2 separate regions of the Ovis aries genome follow, and region 1 is linked to region 2. A link is a contact called in public Hi-C data. All regions are on one chromosome and are shown on one strand. Each heading gives the region's core, a stretch centred on a gene start, on an enhancer-like site or on the middle of the called end of the contact. The rest is flanking DNA. Distances are from core to core; before and after follow the strand shown. Region 1 holds the start of STK35 (serine/threonine kinase 35). Region 2 has its middle 65 kb from the start of STK35.

The links. Hi-C and Micro-C count contacts between places; a contact is called where the count stands out from the background.
Region 1: a contact with region 2 is called in a Hi-C map of hypothalamus, with 3 times the contacts expected there. The contact joins the promoter of STK35 here to the enhancer-like site in region 2. A contact is called at or near these places in 3 of 16 Hi-C or Micro-C datasets (hypothalamus, liver and tail adipose tissue).

The regions. Positions count from the first base shown.
Region 1 is chr13:52,743,309-52,748,037 of ARS-UI_Ramb_v3.0, reverse strand. It overlaps STK35 (serine/threonine kinase 35), which reads left to right and starts at 1,311. Exons shown (of 4, transcript XM_042229825.2): 1 at 1,311-1,669; 2 at 2,261-2,861. The coding sequence starts at 1,364. LOC114117597 (a long non-coding RNA gene) reads right to left here and starts at 3,015. Exons shown (of 3, transcript XR_003591236.3): 1 at 2,525-3,015.
Region 2 is chr13:52,678,811-52,683,767 of ARS-UI_Ramb_v3.0, reverse strand. No RefSeq gene overlaps it. Among named protein-coding and RNA genes, the nearest start is that of STK35, 65 kb to the left of the region's middle. Within about 2 kb of position 3,082, at least 9 of the 54 cell types and tissues checked have an H3K27ac peak or open chromatin away from gene starts, as enhancers often do. A contact at or near this core is called in hypothalamus, where this site is marked.

The sequences.
Region 1 (4,729 bases), core at 62-2,561, 66 kb before region 2:
ATACACACAGACGTATTCGGGATTAAAGAGGCACGATGTCTGAAACATAAAGTGGTGTGGGGGGAAAAGTACACCCACGTCTATATATAATACATACACAAATACACAAGAGAATACGACAGTGCAAATGTAGTAAAATATAGCAAACTATTATCCTGGTTAAAAAAGTTGTGAGAATCTTTACCATGCTTGCAATTTATATATAAATTTGAAATTTTACCCCCAAAATTTATTTTCGTGATCATACCAACAAAAGTGGCCTGTCCCCAGCCCCCTGGCACTCTTTAGCTCATTCTTTTCATCGATCACACTTACATTGTAAAAATGATTCTGCGTATTAATTTACTTAATAATATCTAACATTTAATGTGTGTGAAGGCCCTGTCCTAAGTGCTTTAACCTTCTAAACTCAGTGAATTCTCACATACTGCTCTTCCCATTTTACAGATAAGGAGGAGAGACACAAGAAAGTGTGTTAACTAATTTGCAGACACCCATATGATTTGATACCCACTCCAGTGTTCTGGTCTGGAGAATCCCAGGGACGGGGGAGCCTGGTGGGCTGCCATCTATGGGGTCGCACAGAGTGGGACACGACTGAGCGACTTCCCTTTGACTTTTCACTTTCATGCATTGGAGAAGGAAATGGCAGCCCACTCCAGTGTTCTTGCCTGGAGAATTCTAGGGATGCGGGAGCCTGGTGGGCTGCCGTCTATGGGGTCACACAGGGTCGGACACGACTGAAGTGACTTAGCAGCAGTAGCAGCAGCAGCAGCAGTGAACAAGATATTTTAAAATTCCTGCCTAAACGGAGCTTACATTCAGCGCTCTCAGCCCTGCACCCAATTAGCCACTTTCTATTTACATCTAAATATTTACATATTAACATTTTATATAAAATATACTTATTTAATTTGGGACTATCAATCCTGGGAGGTAAGGGCCAGTCTACCCATTTTGCAGAAGAAAAAACTGAGGCTCCAAGTGGAGGCAATGGTTTGCCCAAGATCAACAGGTTTAGTAGGGAGACAGGGTATGGAGTCCAACCCAGTCCGGGCGGTTCCCAGGCAAGACCTATGAATCAATTAAACCGACCAATCCAATCGACCAATCAGTATTTATTAGCGCCTACTGCGTGCAGCTCTTCTCGCAGCGCGGGCGAAGAGAGGAGGTTGCGGTGCACAGGCGGCTGCGAAGACTAGAGGCCATAGCCGAATCGCGGGAATTTGGCGCCTATTTTTTGTTGGTTGGGTGTTCTCGCCTGTGATTGGGCCCCCGCCCCGCGTGGGTGCGCCGGGCTGCGGCTCGTCGGCCGACCCTGGCAAGACGCCGGCGGCGCAGCACTCAGCCGGCCTTCCGGGGGATGGGCCACCAGGAGCCTCCGCTGGCCCGACTGAGGGCCGGACGTGCGGCTTATATAAAAAGGTTACGTAAAGGGCTCAGCTGGCGCGAACACGTGGAGAGCCGCGGGAGCCCGGACGCCCAGCTGTCCCCCGAGAGCACTGCTGCCGTCACTCGTGCAGTAGCAGGCGCCGTCGCCCGCCCGACTCGGGCCGCGGCCTCCCGCGCGGCTCCGTACCCGAGGCAGCCCCGTCCCGGGGCGGACCATCCCCAGCCGGGGGCCTTAGGAGGGAAACGCGCTGCCCGGAAGTGGAAGGGCGCCGGCCAGGTAAGCGCGCTGTCCGCGGCGTAAAAGCTAGCACCGAAGCTGGAACTACGGCTGCCGCCTCGGGCGTCTGTGAGGGCAGTTGGGCCCCAGGTTGGGCGCGCTCAGGGACGCCGAACTTTTAAGCCAACCCCTTACACCCGCAGTCCGGCGGGACTTGGGTCGGTCCGCAGGGCTCTGCTCGGGCTTAATTCAATGGACTGTTTACACCCGGGAGAACTCAGGGCGGGACGCGGGGAGGGGCATCCCAGAGGGAGCCAAGCAGCGGAAAAAGATTTCTACAGTCTGAATTGCTTCTGAAGGCGGTTTTCATCAGTCATGGAAACAGCGGGTCCTTGTTTTTCGTACTGCTACACGATAAATTAACTGAAAAGGCGGGGACTTTTTGCTCTTTTCTCCGGCTCCCCCCTCTAAGCCAGTGCCCCGTGGTTTCGTCTTTCCCGCTTTCCCCTCCCCTCCCCCGTTCGCTCTGCAGCCGTGGCTTCCGTCTTAAAGGGGCCGCAACGGCCGGAGGAGGAGGTGGGACGCCCTGAGGCTTACGCTCCAGGCCTCCCCGCCTCGGCCTAGTCGTTTAACCGACTTTTTCGCCCGCAGGTCACAATCCAAGGTCCCGCTCTTCCGCGTCCCGGGGCCGGACGGAGGGATGAGGCAGGGGGGTCCCGGGCAGCGCCGTTGCTGCTCCCCCCGCCGCCCGCAGCCATGGAAACGGGGGAGGAGGACGGCGCTCGCAGAGGTACACAAAGCCCCGAGCGGAAAAGGCGAAGCCCAGTGCCGCGGGCGCTCAGCGCGAAGCTGAGGCCGGCGGCGGCGGCCCAGGCCATGGATCCGGTGGCGGCCCAGGCCCCAGGCGAGGCCTACCTGGCGCGGCGGCGGCCGGAGGGCGGCGGCGGGTCGGCGCGGCCGCGCTACAGCCTGTTGGCGGAGATCGGGCGCGGCAGCTACGGCGTGGTGTACGAGGCAGTGGCCGGGCGCAGCGGGGCCCGGGTGGCGGTCAAGAAGATCCGCTGCGACGCCCCCGAGAACGTGGAGCTGGCGCTGGCCGAATTCTGGGCCCTGACCAGCCTCAAGCGGCGCCACCAGAATGTCGTGCAGTTTGAAGAGTGCGTCCTGCAGCGCAACGGGCTCGCCCAGCGCATGAGCCACGGCAACAAGAGCTCGCAGCTTTACCTGCGCCTGGTGGAGACCTCGCTTAAAGGTAGGAGCGCCGAGGGCCGCCCTGGCCACGCCGGGCCTGGGCCCAAGAGTCTGGTGGCCAGACCCGAACTGACCCCTGGACCCCTAGAATCTGGTCCCAGTCCTGTCAACCCTGGACCCGACACACCCTCCTTTCTGCGCCAGGCAAAAAGTCCGCCCTCCCCTCTCCAGATCCGGAATCAGTTCCCAGCCCTAATGTTAGCTGGTTTTTTCATAACAAGGGCTCATTAAGTGCTAACCATTGTGATACTAGTGCTCCTTAAGTGAGCCATTAGTATGAAACGTCTAGCACTTTGAAGGTCGGATTTGGAAGTGGAGGGGGTTGGGCTCAGAGTTAGTGGAAGAACTCCCGAGCCCCCTCACAGGCTTGGGCCCTTCTCTTTCCCTCCCAAAGCAAACAGAAAGGAAAAAACTCAGCCGGACCCACCCACACCCACTCCTTGTCTGGTTCCAAAAATCCCCGAACCATCGGGCTCCACCCTGCAGACTCTGGTTCGTCTTTTTCCTCTGAGACCCCCCCAGCTCTTCTTCCCAGGGCACTCAAGCTGACTGATAGTTTTTAGGCTAGGTCCTCTTGGGACCCGCAGCATAATAACCCCACAGGTGGGCCAGAACTGTCACACAACAACATCGAATATCTTTTTCCTCTTGTTTTACACGTTCTTAACTTTCTGAGGCTGACTTGTAAGTGGTTTTATTTCTAGAAAAGGTAGGGCTTAGTGAGGCAAAGGGGTTTTGCAGTTCTGGGGAGGGCAAATCCTCGTTTGGGGGTTTTAACTGCAGTCAGTGGGTGTGTGCATCCTGAGTGGTCACGTGTCTTGTTCAGACTACAAGTAGCTGGGGGTCTCTTCCTAGCCAGTGGGCTAGGAAGGCCTGAGGAGTGTTCTCAGGGGAGAGGTTGCTAATCTGAGCCCCAGCTCTGCCCTATATCTCTTACAGTGACTGGAGGTAATAACTTTAAAAGTAAATCCTCTCCTCTTTCTATAAACAGAGAAACTAAGGATTAGAGATGAACTTGAAGGTAAGTTGATGAAGGTTAATCAGCTTGTAAGGGATGTAGGGTTGTCCTCCTGTTTTCTTTACAATTTTTCATAGCTTAAGGGATGTGATCCCAGATTTGTCTTGATTTCAAGGTCTAAATCGTTTTAAGAGGGGTAACAATTTCCTCTTCTCCCCTGAAGATGCACTAGATCTGACCTTAGTAAGGATGGATAGGGTCTGGGGTAGGGTGGAGTCAGCTAGTGCATTTTGTTTGGAGCTTTTGCCTGATCTCAAGATTCTGCAAGGCCCGTCTCAAGAGAACTTCTTGGCCCACTTCAGATCAGTTTGATAGTGGATTGAGAACATGCTCAATATCACCTGGGGTCCTTTTTCAAAATAGGCTTCCACTTTTTATGCCCATCTCTGCCCCATCTGTCCTGAAAAGCCCACCCTCTTTCCATGGTGAATCTATTTGTTTTGAAAAGACTTTCCAGGAGATTCTTCCAGTTTCCCTGTATTCTACAAGCTCTTCAGTTCACTCTTAAATTGTCTTCTCTGTGGTTAATGAATGGTCTGGACTTCATCTTACACCACTCCTTGGGATGTAGCAATTTGCATTGCCAAAGGGTCCCCTATGTCAGTCTTGAAACTTCAACATGGGTTGGAAGTCTTGGCTTTGTCTCCCTACAAGTACTGTTTTTTCCCTCACTTGTAGAATTTGTCAACTCCACAGTAAACAGTGGCAGCCTAGCATGGGCTTTGGGGTTTAGATTTGCTTTTAGACATCTCTTGTCTAAGCTGACTGTATGAAACATGGGACAAGTTGTTTCGAATCTGTGGGGAGCAGTCCTTTATTCATAGGGTGAGGGTTCCTCTGTCATAGGGTTG
Region 2 (4,957 bases), core at 1,833-4,332:
AAAACTAAGATCATGTCATCCGGTCCCATCACTTCATGGCAAATAGATGGGGAAACAATGGAAACAGTGACAGACTTTATTTTGGGGGGCTCCAAAATCACTGTAGATGGTGACTACAGCCATGAAATTAAAAGATGCTTGCTCCTTGGAAGAAAAGCTATGACCAACCTAGCTAGACAGCATATTAAAAAGCAGAGGCATTACTTTACCAACAAAGGTCCGTCTGGTCAAAGCTATGGTTTTTCCAGTAGTCATATATGGATGTGGGATTTGGACTGTGAAGAAAGCTGAGCGCCGAAGAATTGATGCTTTTGAACTGTGGTGTTGCAGAAGACTCTTGAGAGTCCCTTGGATTGCAAGGAGATACAACCAGTCAATTCTAAAGGAAATCAGTCCTGAATATTCATTGGAAGGACTGATGTTGAAGCTGAAACTACAATACTTTGGCCACCTGATGTGAAGAACAGATTCATTGGAAAAGACCCTGATGCTGGGAAAGAATGAAGGCAAGAGAAGGGGATGACAGAGGATGAGATGGTTGGATGGTATCACTGAAGCGATGGACATGAGTTTGAATAGGTTCTGAGAGTTGGTGATGGACAGGAAAGCCTGGCGTGCTGCAGTCCATGGGGTCGTAGGGAGTCAGACACAGCTGAGCAACTGAACTGAACTGTGGGCCTCATACCTCCCAAGCCCTGGTGATGTAAGGCCCAGCATTACTGCAGCGTAAGTGAAGGCTCCTGAGGTCAAGTGGGTCAAGGCCCTAGCCTACCTGGAGTGGGAGGGGCCTATGTGGCACCTGAGCAGTGGCCCCAGCAGGTAGGCCCCACCATGGACACACTGAGGTCACAGACCTAGAGCTGCTGAGTCTCTGGGTGCTGACCCTTCTTCAGACACCACCTCACTCCTTCAGTGGCCAGCCCAGCTTGGGTCTCTAGGGGTTGCTTCAGGGTGTGGCACAGAAACCCAGCAGTACAGGCGGCACGGGCCTCAGGCCAGGCGTCCTCATCTCTGCTTACTGTCTGTGTGACCCTCCACAGATGAGGGTCACGTGAGGTGTTGTGTGATGAGGGGCACGTGGGGTGTCATGCTATGAGGGTCACGTGGGGTGTCATGCTATGAGGGTCACGTGGGGTGTCTTGCTATGAGGGTCACGTGAGGTGTCATGCTATGGGGGTCATGTGAGGTATCTGAGGGTCACATGAGGTATCTGAGGGTCACGTGAGGTGTCACGTGACAAGGGTCACGTGAGGTGTCCTGTGATGGGGGTCAGGTGAGGTGTCCTGTGATGAGGATCACGTGAGGTGTTATGATCCCTCTGGGTATTATAAGGATTTCTCCTGGGGCTACCTCATAATGAGTGTCCTTATTTTCAGTCAAAAACTGAGACTCAAGAAAGTTTAGGCTTTTGCCCAAGCCCACACAGCTAGTGGGCAGGGCTGGGATTCCAGGTTATTTATTCAGGTATCTGAATACCTGTTTGCTGTGTGACAAACTACACATTTTAAGCAATGACTTAAAACAGCAATCTTCTTGTGTACCTGAATGTGCAGTTTGGCAGGGCCTGGCAGAGACCACTCAGCTCTCTCCTGTAGGCATTCGATGAGTAACTTGGAGGCTGGGCTCCAGTCCCGGAAAAGGTGTCTTCACTCCTGGGGGTGGGCTGAGACTAGGTGAGTGGCTCTCCATGGGGCCTTGGAGCAAGACTCCTGGGAGACTCTCTCTGTTTCCAAAGCCTATTCTGAGCTGACGCCCCACCCCGACCTGCCCCCAGTGGATGGAGTGTGTGGGTAATAAAGCATAGCAAGGAGGGGAGGGATCTGCCTGGAGCTGGCAGGTCCCTCCACACAGGATCCAAGTGGAATGCTGTGTCCCGGAGCCTGGGTAAGCCTGGAGGGCAGGGATGGGTGGAGCAGAGGAGGCAGGAGGGACTGGCCCCAGGGGGTCTGAGCTGGTCAGACAGGCCAGGGAGCCAGACACAGAGGCTGCAGGCAGAAACAGGCCTTTAAAATACAAAGTGGGCTTCCCCGATAGCTCAGTGCCTGCTATGCAGGAGATGCGGGTTTGATCCCTAGGTCAGAAGAGTCCCTGGAGAAGGAAATAGAAACCTACTCCAGTATTCTTGCCTGGAGAATTTTGTGGACTGAGGAGTCTGGTGGCCACAGTCCATGGGGTTGCAAAGGGTTGGACACAGCTGAGTGACTAAGCATGCACGCGTGCAAAATGCAAAGCAGCCCCTGGCACAGCTGCTCCCACTTAGAAGCCCAGCCGTTCAGGCCCAGAGCCCAGGGATGCCCTTGCTTTCTCTTCTCGCCCACCGTCAGGTGGCCTCCACAATGTGGGATCCACGTTAGACCCCCCAGCTCCACAGTCACACGAGGGTGCAGCCCCTGTCCGCTCATGCCTGGATCCTTGCAGGAGGTTCCTCACTGTCTACCTGTCCAGTTTTCAACCATTTTCTACTCAAGAATCAGAGAGTTTTTAAAACTGTAAATCAACATCACATCACCCCCAGTTTAAAAAGTCCGAGGCCTTTCCTTAGAATAAAGTTCAACCTCTTCAAGCTCAGATTTCTACAGACACTGTCAACCCTTTGCCCTCTTCACTCCTCCTGCCAGGGACGATCTCCCACTTCTTTGCTTGGCTGATTCCTTCTGGTCCTTCTAGTTTCAGCTCCAATGTCACTTCCTTGGAGAGGTGCTCTATGCCCACTTGGCCTGAGGTTATCTTTCCCACCCTGTGACATCATTGATTTGTTGGCCTGCTTCTTTCCTTGTCTCCTCTCTGCCCAGCTCTGGCTTCATAAGGGCAGGGACCACATTCATTGTGCTCACTGCTGTGTCCTAGACATCTGAGCAGGGCTTGGGGAGGAGTGGACACATGAGCGACAGAGTTGAATGAATAAATGCACTCATGAAACATATTCTCAGTCAGGGCACTCAGTCACATGCTTGGACCATCTTCCACGCTTGCAAACACATGCACTCATCCACGCCTGGCTCACATATTCAGATGTTCCCAGCTGCATCATACTCAGAAGCTAGGGGTGGTTTTTGTACCTGTAACCAGGGACACTGCCGCCCCCTCCTGGCCCAATCTGGGAAGTGGAGCCAGGTTCACGGCGCCCACTAGAGGCTCACATGCAGATCCCTGGGACTCCTGCCAGCCTTCTTCCAGATGAGATCTCGCTATCATTCTGGACTTTCCCTCTCTACCCAGGCTTTTGACCCTGGGCCTGAACCTTAAGATGTTCTAACCAGCTGTGCAGAAGGAAGGAGGAGAGAAGTGGGAAAAAGACAAGGCAGCTCACCTCTTCTCCTCTCCAAGCCCAGTTCCAGGATCATTGTCACAGGCCTCGCATAGTAAGGATGTAAGCAGTGTTTATACTTCATACGCTTGGAATCAGTTGTGAAAGGCTTTGAATGCCAGAATGAAACACTGGGTTTCATCCTGTGTTCATATGAAGCCCCCACAAGATTTCAAGCAAGGAAGGGACAGGATCTAAAGAACAGACCGGACCACGTGTGTCCATTTGTTCCTTCATGCATTCATCCAACAGTCTGTGGGAATCAGCAGCGACAAGATGGAGGTGATGTTGGCCTTCATGAAGCATGGTCTGGAGTGACGTGTAGGATGGGGATTTGAGCTCAGAAGGGCATCACCCTGGTCTTAGGCATGGTGAGTCCTGGGACGAGAAGAGACTCAGGATAGAGTTCCAGCTCCTGCCAAGGTAGCCTTGTGGGGAGAGCAGAGGTGAGGGTCTGCTCAGCCCCTGATTAGTGCAGCTCCAGGCGCAGCCCCTTTCCAGCTTACCTGACTCAAGAGCTACATCTGTTGATTTTTTTCCAATCCAATCAAATAGATGCAAATAGCATGCAAATATATGCAAGAGGTCCTAATTCAAGGTATGTTAAATAAATGTATTATGGTCTGCCTGCTGCAATTATAGTCAAACTCAGCATTCAGGATGTGACCGACCTGAAATGGTGAGCTGATTTTAGTATCAGGCAGCAGAATCATGTGGGAGACAAGATGAGGCAGAGCTCAGAGACCCAGACACGCCATGTGGGGAGAGCCACACACAGTCAGGTGTTTGTAGAAGATCCACTGTTCTCGGGAGGTAAGAAAAGAGGAAGGGACAAATTTCATTTCTCACCTGGGGCTGGAGTTTCCCTCCTTCCTTTGAAGGAATGTGGATGAGGAGTTAGAAGTCCTGGGCACTCGTCCCTGCCTGGACACCCTGGTAGCTCTGTAACTTCCAGCTGGTCCCTTCGCCAATCTGTTCTCTCCTGTGTATAATGGGTACAATGACAAGGAAGCATGAAGGAAACTATGGCTGGTGACCCTGAGACAAGGATTCCAGAGACAGTAAAGACTCCATATAAAAGAAGGTGATATGATATAGGATGATGACCGTGGAGCATTCCTAGGAAAGAGGATGGGAAGTCAAGAGAGAGGATGGACAGCAGCCAAACAAGGGCATGTTATCTCAAAGTCCACTTTGGATCGATCCTGCAACAAAGATCTGGAGATACTACTGGTGGCATCTCAGAGCTGGTGCATTTGGAGAGCAAGGGAGCTGGAGTATTTATTCTCCTGTACTCATCAGTGATCGGAGGAAGTAAGTTCCTCGGCGGAGGACGTACTTCTCCAGGCACTTCCCTCTCCATAAGTGCTGGCTAAGGGCTGTCCTCTGAAAGACATGGTGCTGGCTGCTGGGCGTGAAGTCACACTGGGAGTTGGCACCAAGGGACCACCTGCCACAGGAGGGAAGTGCTCTGGAAACCGTGAAGGGCTGCACCGGTCCTCATCTCACTCTCATCCGCGCTCACTGAGCACCTGCAGGCGAGTCAGCTCACCTCTTCTGGGCAAGTGAGAGCAGCAAGCCATGTGGATTGCTGTGAAGAGGGGGAGGACTTGAGAGGTGCTAACTGTGGCAGCGAGACCGGGTGGAAGG